2 separate regions of the Rattus norvegicus genome follow, and region 1 is linked to region 2. A link is a contact called in public Hi-C data. All regions are on one chromosome and are shown on one strand. Each heading gives the region's core, a stretch centred on a gene start, on an enhancer-like site or on the middle of the called end of the contact. The rest is flanking DNA. Distances are from core to core; before and after follow the strand shown.

Region 1 (5,713 bases), core at 1,318-3,817, 170 kb before region 2:
ATTGAACCGTCAAGAGACACAGAGTAAGAACATTTTAAAATTCGATGAAGTAGTCTCCTTGAAGCTCTTCATGTTCTAATCTAACGGAATCTGATCTTTTTCACACTGTCTCCTAGGGCTTCCGATGAAGCCCGGCCTGCAGCTGGGATTACCAGCATGCAGGGACACACCTAGATTCTGTTTTGAGCCTGCCAGCTTTACGTGCTGCCTTTCCTATAATTTTGACAAGCTCCTAATTGGAATGTGGATGAGATTAATATGTTAATGGTTCAAAAAAGAAAGCAGGATGATGTAATCGGAAGGGACCCAGAGACGTAGAACGTCTTGTGGAACGCTCTCATCTTTGATCTGTTCATTGGTGATTCAGAAATGAACCCCAAGGTTAAATAAGACTCGGAAACGCCACGCTGAAGTTAAAGCAGGTTCTTTAGGGTGGAGCCTCCAGTGTCTTCAAGGCACGAACGTGCTCTGTGGTTCTATAAGCATGGAATGGGGATGAAGGCTTTCAACAGTTGCTTTACCCCAGGATCTCACTGGGGAAACACCAGCCTTGCTGAGTTTGGTCTATGCTTGGTGTAAAGACGGTGGTTGGTGCTGTCTTGACAGGAAGGAGCTACAGAAGAAGAAAGGGAACACAGGTGCTCCTGTTTCACGCCAAGACTTCCAGATGGTGCTGATCTCTTGGGACTCAGAGAAGGCTGAGAGGCGTCTCTAGGCCAGAGAGCGTCCCATTTCTCCTCACTCACCTTCTATAGAAGGTCTGAGTTCAGTTTAGCGGCATCCAGTCCTCGAGACTAGGACTGGGTTTTATCTCTGCCCACTAGGACATGTCACCAGCTGTGGTTATGAAGCTGGCCTGCCTTCCTGTCCCTCCCTTCCCATTGCCTTGACTCTTAGAAAGCACTCTAGTCCCGTGCTGCTGCTGAGGCCTTCGTCTGCTTTGACCTCTCTCTCTCCATGCACTGTAGATGGTCTGGGATCACAGCTGTGTGCCAAGCTTAGTCCTGTTCCCCCTTTTATTCCCTCCCTCTTCACTCCTCTCTAGATGAAGATTTTCCTGGTTTTAGGTTTGAGGAGGATCGGAATGAAAGGCTTCAGGCAAAAGGGCCAAGCACAGTGGGGGTGGGGGTGGGGGTGGGGGTACCTCACCTTAGCTTCAGTTGGTTTCCTTCCTTCATTCCTGGTGGGCAGAAGGTGCTTTATCCAGTAACGAGTTCAGTAGTGTGGACAGACGCAGTGTGAAGGGAGCCAGCTTCTAAGCAGATGTGTAGGAAGGACAAGAATAAGAAAATGCATGTTTATTGCAATTACAATGAAAAGAAAAAAAGCTCCCATCCGGAGAGATGCTATGGTAGGTCCTGGGGACTAAAGGGGCTGACAGGATATGATTCCCTACAACAAGTATTCCTGCTGAGTACACACACAGAGACACACACACACACACACACACAGACACACACAGAGACACAGATACACACAGACACAGATACACACATAGACACATACACACAGACACACAGATACACAGACACACAGACACACACATAGACACATATACACAGACACACACAGACATACAGACACACACACAGACACACACACAGACAGACAGACAGACACACACATAGACACAGATACACACAGACACACAGATACACAGACACACAGACACACACACACAGACACACACACAGACACACACAGACATACAGACACACACACAGACACACACACAGACAGACAGACACACACAGAGACACACACACACAGACACACACAGAGACACAGATACACACAGACACACAGATTCACAGACACACAAACACACACATAGACACATACACACAGACACACACAGACATACAGACACACACACAGACACACACACAGACAGACAGACACACACATAGACACACACACACAGACACACACACACAGACACACAGACACACACACACAGACACACACACACACACACAGACACACACACACACACACACACTGCCCAGCCTTCAGTTTCATGTCTGGCAGAGCCTAACAATTCTCAGCTCTCCTTTCCAGGGTTATTTTTGGCTAGGGCTGTTCTCTGATGGCAAAAGGTTTTAGCCCCCTTCCACCTCCCTCTCTGTCCTTACTAGGGAGAGAAACTAAACTGACTCTCAGGGTGTGGGGAGAGAGGGCTGTGGGTTAGGCCCCTGGCTAGCTCAGACTCCAGTCTTAAGATTGTCTTCTAGTGAAGAGTGGGCCTCCAGAGTAGCTGGAAGGCTGAGTCCCCGGCACTGAACTCAAGTGTATGGTGTGGTTGGGGACATAGGAGGTGGTCTTAGAGCCTGGTTTTGGGACACTCGGAAAGTCAGGGCGAGCCGGGGAAAGGATTTTGAGGGCAGCTGGGCGATCCTCTCAGAAGGAGCTGGGCTGCAGAAAACTATCTGAAGGTGGAGGCAGACTCCACTCCCGGACGTTGAGGGGACAATCTGAGAGTAGCAGCGGGAGGGTGGGAAGGGGCGGGGAGGGCGCAAGGCGGAGCCGGGAGCAAGGCCAGACCTCAGGGGCCCGGGAGGGCGGCAGATCCCCGAGGCTCCCGCAGCCACGGCAGGACCGGCCAGCGGCGCCATGGAGGGGAGCCCCATCCCGGTGCTGACCGTGCCCACAGCGCCCTATGAGGACCAGCGGCCGACCGGTGGCGGCGGGCTGCGGCGGCCCACAGGACTCTTTGAGGGCCAGCGCAACTACCTGCCCAACTTCATCCAGAGTGTGCTGTCGTCCATTGACCTGCGCGACAGGCAGGGTTGCACGATGGTGGTGGGTAGCGATGGCAGGTACTTCAGCAGGACGGCCACTGAGATCGTGGTGCAGATGGCTGCGGCCAACGGGGTGAGTGACTCATGCCAGGTTTGCGGGTCTCCACACCCCAGCCACCTCCCTTGTGCTCTTTCCAGCTTCCCATACCGGTGCACTGGCAGCCACTAGACACACTGGGACACTGGCCTTAAAGGGGGGTTGTTCTTCTCAAAGCCCCTGGGCTGGAACCTAGGCTTCTCCCGCACCTGTTGTACTTTCTGCTGTATTCCCTTCCTCTTCATTTTCCTCTGCTTTGCAGCTTTGGGCTTCCCATGTTCCTCCAACCGGTTTATTGCCCACCTCCCTACACAGACTTTTGCCAACATGCTCTCCCACCCTGGTATATTATTATTATTATTATTATTATTATTATTATTATTATTATTATTATTATTATTACTATTATTACCATAATCCTCTCTCTCCCCAAATTGTAGCTGTCAAATTTAACAATTACCTGTGCGCACACACTCCAGCATTGAACCACGTGCTATTTGGCAAGAGTGGACCCCAGTGCATCACTCTAACCAAGTGGTTCTTTAGTGGTGACTTTGACTGGGACGGGGACGGGTTGGATGGTTTGAGGGCTTTGCAACCTGGGCTGTCTAGTTTCCAGGAGGCCTTTCTCTAAAGGGTGTAAGTGAGACTCGCAGTAGCATTCTTAACGCATCCTCACTTCCTCTCCCTTCTCCTAAGACCTCCGCATTTTTTTCTGCTACCTGGTTTCTCAGACCTTGAGTTTCTTTCTGTCTGCTCCCTCTTCCGTACCCTACAGAGAGAAGCACCCCTACCCTCAAACCTCCGTAAATGGTAAATACGTTCTGCTCTCCCAACCTTGTCCCTGTTTAGCCCTAAATCCAGTTACCAAAACGTGTAATTAGCAAACTTTAGGGGTCTCCGAATTATCTGTAGGAAATATGGTTTCAAAAGGTCACTTGAGCTTGGTGAACGCGATCAGATTTACACCCATGGAACTTTCCCTTGAGTGAAATCTCTTGCAGATGTACATCTTTAAAAGTGAAAGCCGATAGGTTACCTGTCCTGTGGAGTCTGGCCATCCCTCCCCCTCCCCCACTCCCACCCCACCCCCTCTGTTTTCATTTCTCCTTAGTGTTTCTTCACTACAATCGTCCATGCTTCACGTTTCCTACTGTGATTTTTCTCTTTTCCGGGTTTTAGGAATGGAATAGGGGGAAAGGTGTTTTGTGAGGCTTTTGTTGTTGTTACTTCGTTTTTTTAATATCCCAAAAGCAATCATGGGAAATAGTCCCAGACGCTTTAGAGTGGATTCCAGACTGGTATTTAACTTCGGCTCTTCACCTGGGGTTGATGAATGTTGGCTGGAGTCTGGGCTTGGTGAGAGATTGACAAATGCTCTTTCCCTCTTGTCTGACAAAGCTATTCCTGGGCATTGATGGAGGATAATGAGCTCTGGGAGTACTGTAACGCTGCTCACCCTCCTCCACACTCTCTGTCAGGGTCTGAGAGGATTTATTGTGGGTCACAATAGTTATTGAAGATGGTTGTTGATTTGCATCTCAAGCAGTGGCTTGGATCAGTCTCCTCTTCATTTCTTCCTCACCTTCCAAGAGACTTGTTCTGAGGTGAATAGTCAGAGGGTTGACTCTAGGGAAGATGTGGTTTGGCAGGACTAGAGAACAGTGGCATTATTGGTCCTTGTGTGACTGAAAATGGATGCAGACTCACTTGCCTTCTAACCTAAGGCTACAGGAGGCTGAGGGCTGATGGACCTGCATTTCTAAAGCCTTTAAAATATATTCCTGACTGGATGTTCATAACCAGGATACACAAGTAACAAACTAGAATGTATTCTCTCTGAACTGGAAAGTCTGGTCATCGAGTGGCCTATCATTCCTCTATCTGGAAAAAGTTTGGTTTTGATTGAAAAGTGAATGTGGTGGTTTGAATAAGAGTGGCCCCCATAGGCTCATATAGTTGAATGCTTAGTCACCAAGGAGGAGAGCTTTTTAAAAGGATTAGGAGGTGTGTGTGGCTTGTTGGAGAAAGTGTGTCACTGGGGGTGGAGCTTTGAGGTTTCAAAAGCCCCTGCCAGTCCCAGTGTCTCTCATCTGCTGCCTCTGGATCAGGGTGTGGAATTCTTACTACTTCTCCAGCACCGTGTCTGCCTGTGGGCCTCCATGCTTCCTGCCTCGGTGATCATGGACTAAGCCTCTGAAACTGTAAGCCGGGCCCCAATTCAACCCTTTCTTTTATAAGAATTGCTGTGGTCATGATGCCTCTTTACAGCAATAGAAAACTGACTAAGATAATTAATCTTACAAGGAGGTTTTCTAAGAAAAGCTGTATTTGGTAGTTGTTAATATAATTGCTGGAGGGGACCAGGATTATTACATTTCTAAATGATGAACAGATTTTATATATATATAAAATATAATATAAAATATATATAATATATATTTACTTATAGCTCATAAGCTTTAAGCTGATGTATCTTACGCTCATGTATAACTTAGGATTTGAACATTTCTAGGATAGAGTTATGAGTATGGAGCCCGAAAGATACTCAGCATATACAATTCTTGCATCTGAGTTTGATTCCTAGAATCCATGTGGCAGCAGAGAACCTTTGACTGCCACGTGGACATTGTGGTAGTTGTACGCACGTGTGTGTACTCACATACGTACATAATAAACAAGTGTAAAAAATTAAAAATCGTGGTTGGGATAGTACATGGCTGCACTCACAATACACAACGCCCACATAAATATGTACATGAAGTTAAATAAAATAAAAAAATAAAAAAATATATGAAAATTTATAGCTTTCCAGTAGAATTTATTGACCTCCATAGTCTTGGCTATATTTTATAACATTTTATAATGTTTATGC
Region 2 (5,228 bases), core at 2,644-5,143:
GAGGGAAGGAAGGAAGGACCTGAGGAAGGCCCTGGGAGGGGAGGTGGTTTGCACAGCTTTGGTCTTTGCTATATTCGGAAAGTCCTGCCAAGGGAAGATGCTGAAATATGACATCGTTTCCAAACACAGTGACTTTAATTGTACTGGCAATCAGGCCCCTAATGAGCTCTCAAACCAGCTGGTGGGAATTTGTAAAAAGTGTTGGGCTGAAATGATTTAAATTCATAGGTAACTAGAAACAATATGGCCGTTCCCATATTCCTTCCTTCTCACTTCTCATCTGGATTGCCAAACATTCTGTTCACTTTCTTCCCTTGTCCTCAGAAGCCTATGGGTGGAGTAGCTTAATGCACAAAAGACAGCCAAAGGGAAAAGGAAGATGGCTTTAGGAAGGACTAGGTTAATCAGAGAATGAAGGTCAGCTTGGGACTTATCAAGATGTAACCACACCCTAGCCCATTCCAACCTTGGGAAGGAGCCAATACTCTTGAACCTTCCTTGAAACTAGTGACTGGATGTGTTTTTGATTATCTGCACCCAGCAGAAGAGTACCTAAAGCACCAGGAGTTTCTGTGTTTGTTTTGTTTAATTCGTGTGTCAAACCTAAGCACACCTACCGTTTTGTTCTCACAGTTCTTATAATAATTTATAGTTCAGAAATAGACAGTGCAGAGCCATGTTTTTGTGTATGGAGCGGATGTCCAGACTGGGGCTCTTTTGAGAGTGAAGGTATCTATTAATGCTTATGTTGACATTGGCCGTCATCCACTGGCCGTGTGGCTACTCCACCTACATACTGCCATGCTGTTGTAGAACTGCATGTCTTCTTAGGGTGGGGCCTTCTGAGAAACAGGTAAGGAGGGAAGAGTTAGGTCAGAGAAGTTCAGCCCAGACTGCCATCAGAACCTCTTGGAAAGACCTACAGAAACGTTGACAACAGACCCACGTTTAGAGATTCCGTTTCCAGAGTCGGGACTTGAGATTTGCCAAGATGCTTCTAACCTTGGTTTTTTGACTGTATCAGTTAAGCAATGTGCCAATGTATCGATCCTAGATACTTAAGTACTCTGTTTCTGTGATCCCTCACTTCACTGCCCCCTGGTGGGATTATTGTTAACCCCACTGGCTGGAAATAAGACCACTACCACAACTTGGTGCCAAATTTGAAGCAAGCTTTAATTAAATACTGGCCAGGAGGATGGGTGCTAGTCAGGCATGCTCTCGGGTTCCCAGGAAATGGCCTGAGTCCCATTTGGCAGGGGTTTTGAAAGGCAACCCTATAAGGCCTCTGTATTTTCCATCAGGTCCAGTCAGAGGCAAGCCTACAGCCTACAGTGATAAAGCACAACTGGCGGGGTTGGTTCAACAAACTTGCTTAGGGGATTGAAAACATGTGGCTTGTTATTTCCCAAGAACTACAGTTCCCAGCATTCCCCCTATCTTATCCTTGGACAAGCGGGGCCTACAGGTTAATGCCATAATTATCATCCAGTTTTCCAACTGTGGAAACCCTGAAAGGGAGTTGTTTCTTTCCGTGGACCATTTCTGGATTGCTTTTGTTTTAAGAAAGACTTCATGTCAGACAAATCGTTAAGTCCAAAGGGGTGCAGATTTCTCACCCGAGCTTGAGTTCGATGTAGCATCTGGAAGTTTAGTTCAATTTTATTAAGAAGTTTGCCTTCAAAGCCGGGGGGTTCTACATTCATCAACTCCCTGAGCCTCTATCATCGACTGGGTCCCACGAACTCAGTAAAATTCAATGCAGTCTCACCTGACCTCAGGAGAGGGCTCCAGTGGACTGTAACTAGTATGTTCCAGAAGTTACAGCTCAGGGATGGCCAAGAAACACTTGTGCAGGGCCAGTTATGGGGATCGGGGGGAGAATGAGTAGGATCCGTTCCCTCTAATAATACCCTTCCCCTCCACAACAGCTCAGTGAGGCTCTAGTGCCCACCTTCCCATGTGTTCTCCCAACCCTCTTCAGGGGCATCATGGAGGCTTCATTACTCAAATTTGATCGATAAAGCCAATGCCCTCGATTGTTGAGATCATCCTAGGAGTCAGGGAGTCACAAATTCTAACTGTCTAACCGCATGGGTGTGTCCTTGTCAGACAGCTCCCAATCTGAACATACATGAGATTATAAAGATGCATGTGGGTAGAGTAAATCAGTATAAATATATGATAACCCAGGAAATCCCAACAGTGTTAAATCTATGCCAGGAACACAAGCATATATGGTTTTTTTTTTTCTCGCCATTTTAGACACAGAAATATGGGCAAATGACGAGATTTCTTCCACTTACTTTATATCAGCCACAAGTAGCTTTTTATAATGTTATTGAAAGAATAGAATAATGTTCTAAATGCATGCCGGTTGTGTTTTATAGCTCATGAATAGTCTGGAATTATTAGTTGAAAACCTGAAGGATAGAATTAGAGATAGGGATACTTATGATGTAGGAGTCGGGGATCATGACAGACTTCAAAATGACACAATATGCATTAACTTAGCAGATGTGATGAAAATGTGTGTGGATGCAAATGTATATACATGTGTATTTGTATGTCTGAGGAAGAGAGTGAGAACACGGTTTTAGAGTCATATGTTAAGCATATAATAAATCCACAAGCAGAGACTTCATTTTTCCCTTTCTTCTTAGAATTTAGTATGTGTGGCAGTAATGTGGCCCAGAGCATGAGGGAGAATTGATGCAGAGAGAGTTTAGAGAAGAAACACATGGCGAAAGAGTTGGGCTATAAACTCTATGGCCAATTTAAGGAGCTAGCTCATTTCCTTGGAAGAGACAGATGACCCAGACATCTTCAGAAATTTAAAAATAATACGAGGTGGCGACAGATGACCAGCTGTTCGCCAGGGTTAATGAATATGAAATTTGAGGAAATAAACTGGAGCTGTAGGGGAAGAGGTTCAGATAGACTGTCTGGGCTGTTTCTCAACAGTGACTTTCCCACCAGCCCAGCTAGCATAGCCAGTTTGAGCTTTTCTAGAAACCTCTATAATCATGAAGATTCACATAATAATTTTAAAATATGGGCAAGGATGCAGAGATCGGATAAAATAATGCTTCAAAGCATGTTTTCAGTCTTAAAATGCTAATTCTGCTGAGAGAGAGGGAGAGGGAAAAGGGAGAGAGGGAGAGAGGGAGAGAAGGAGAGAGAAGGAGGGAGGGAGGGAGAGAGAGACAGAGAGAGAGGGAGAAGGAGGGAGGGAGGGAGGGAGGGAGAGAGAGAGAGAGAGAGAGAGAGAGAGAGAGAGAGAGAGAGAGAGAGAGGAGATCATGTTCAAGCTACTGGGCGGGTTAGATTTCCCTCTAGTGGTGTAGAAAACAACTGACCACCTTTCACAAATCCCCCACTTGAAGCAGAATTAATCTTTCAATAAAGAAAACAGTTATGTACATTTTATTGTTGTTGTTGTTGATGTTACTATCTTGTTTGTCTGTGGTGTGTGAGTGTGTGTGTGTGGGGTGTCCATGTTGGGTGATGGAGATCTAAAGTTAGGTCCTTGTGTTTGCACAGCAAGCATTAACCCACAAAGCCATCTTCCCAGCTCTGTTGTCTAGGTTCTGTTATATTTCTGCTGGGTTAGTTGAGTTACTTCCTGAGAAAAACCAAAATGCAATCAAGCGAACCATCAGACCCAAAATCCTCCCTTTTCTGGCCTTGAATTTGAAATCTGGACTCCAACTCAGTCATTCTGTTTGTTATTTCCCTGGTGTTGAGAGGCCTCCTTGGATAACCAACAATCTGAGGACGTGTCAAACCTGCTTTGGGCTGGGAGTTTGGCTCATGTTTCCCAGGGTGTCACACACCAGTGCTCTCTAGAGTTTTGATGACAATGAGTCTTTCCTGAAACCAGCCTTTGTGGTCAGACTATTCCTCAGGGTACTGCATGTGTCATGGCCTTGTCCACCCACACTGTGCACTACCCGGAACTTAAGAGAGGATTGACCCTGTCTATGCATGCCCCTCTGTCAGTCCTGCAGCAGGGCCGTGCCACATCTCCTTTACAGCAGTACAAACTGAAGAGACCCTCTTTCCAAACCTCATGACAGAATCTCCAGTTGCCAATCTGTTATAAGAGCTATAAGAGCCGCAAGGCCCTGGGTTCGATCCCCAGCTCCGAAAAAAAAGAACCAAAAAAAAAAAAAAAAAAAGAGCTATAAGAGCAGAACATGGAAGAGTTGAACGTTAGGGATTGACCTTGCTTTTGGGTCTGGGCTAGCTTAAGGTTTAGAAATCTTAAAGATTAAAAAAAAAAAAAGAGAGAGAGAGAGAGACATGATGCTCTCATTTGACACATGTAGTTCAAAACAAAAGCAGAACTGGCTTCTAAAGGAGTGAAGGAAATATAACCATCTGGTGCTATCCTGCTTTTTTAAAATTAAGATACAACTCTACACAGGTTTAAGTTGAGCCCCTGCGTTGCTGTGTCCCAAGTCCATGTTTAACTGGTTGTTGGTTAACCCTGCACTATTTACGTCTACAAATCATCAAATCTTGCTGGATCTTGTTTACTCAGCCTCGGAAAGCATGAATGAATTTGTGCTGGTCATTCAAGTACAGGTCACTAGTCACAGCTCCTCTTGCCAGATGATAGGTTAGACAGACTTCGGTCAGCACAATTGGCTTTTCTAATAACATCTTTAGTCCTGCCCAGCTAGACAGCACAACAAAATTTCACCACCTTTTCATAGAAAGCTGCACAAGTAAATAGTTGGCTGTGTTCAAAAACAGGAGTGTATCCCAGAAAGTGGATGCTAACAGGGAACTGGTCAGTGGCTGAGACCTTTGATGGAAAGCCCCGGACTTGATGTAACCAGCTGGCAGCTGGAGAGGGCCCTACTAGGCTTTACCTTGTACACCAGTGTGTGACAGCACCCACTGCCAGAGTAGAGATCAGCTGGCTTGACTCTCCTTAGACTCTTGGCTGGTTTTATGGTTGCCATCCCAGTGCCGTATCGATACATCATGTGCAAGATAAACAACAGGGAGTCCCTTGTTCTCGTTTTTTGCCTCCCAGTAATGCTGGAATCTAAGAGGAGCTCAGAGTGGTGGTGGTGATGGTGAGGCGGGGGGGTGGGGGTATTTTGATGGCAGAATGCCTAAGTCTTGAGAAGAAGGAAAGCAAAGAGTAATGACGTTCAGGTTGGAGTTTGGAATGGGAGAGGCTCAGAACTGAGCCCATCTATTGGTAGAAATTG

Evidence for each region. Hi-C and Micro-C count contacts between places; a contact is called where the count stands out from the background.
Region 1: a Hi-C map of the A7r5 cell line shows a contact between it and region 2, with 4 times the contacts expected there. The contact joins the promoter of Pgm5 here to the enhancer-like site in region 2. A contact is called at or near these places in 5 of 12 Hi-C or Micro-C datasets (the A7r5 cell line, the Rat2 cell line, frontal cortex and 2 more).

What each region holds. Positions count from the first base shown.
Region 1 is chr1:231,936,666-231,942,378 of GRCr8, reverse strand. It overlaps Pgm5 (phosphoglucomutase 5), which reads left to right and starts at 2,567. Exons shown (of 11, transcript NM_001191953.3): 1 at 2,567-2,874. The coding sequence starts at 2,614.
Region 2 is chr1:231,769,801-231,775,028 of GRCr8, reverse strand. The region is part of intron 10 of Pgm5 (phosphoglucomutase 5); the gene reads left to right. Among named protein-coding and RNA genes, the nearest start is that of Tmem252, 29 kb to the right of the region's middle. Within about 2 kb of position 3,893, at least 7 of the 93 cell types and tissues checked have an H3K27ac peak or open chromatin away from gene starts, as enhancers often do. A contact at or near this core is called in the A7r5 cell line, where this site is marked.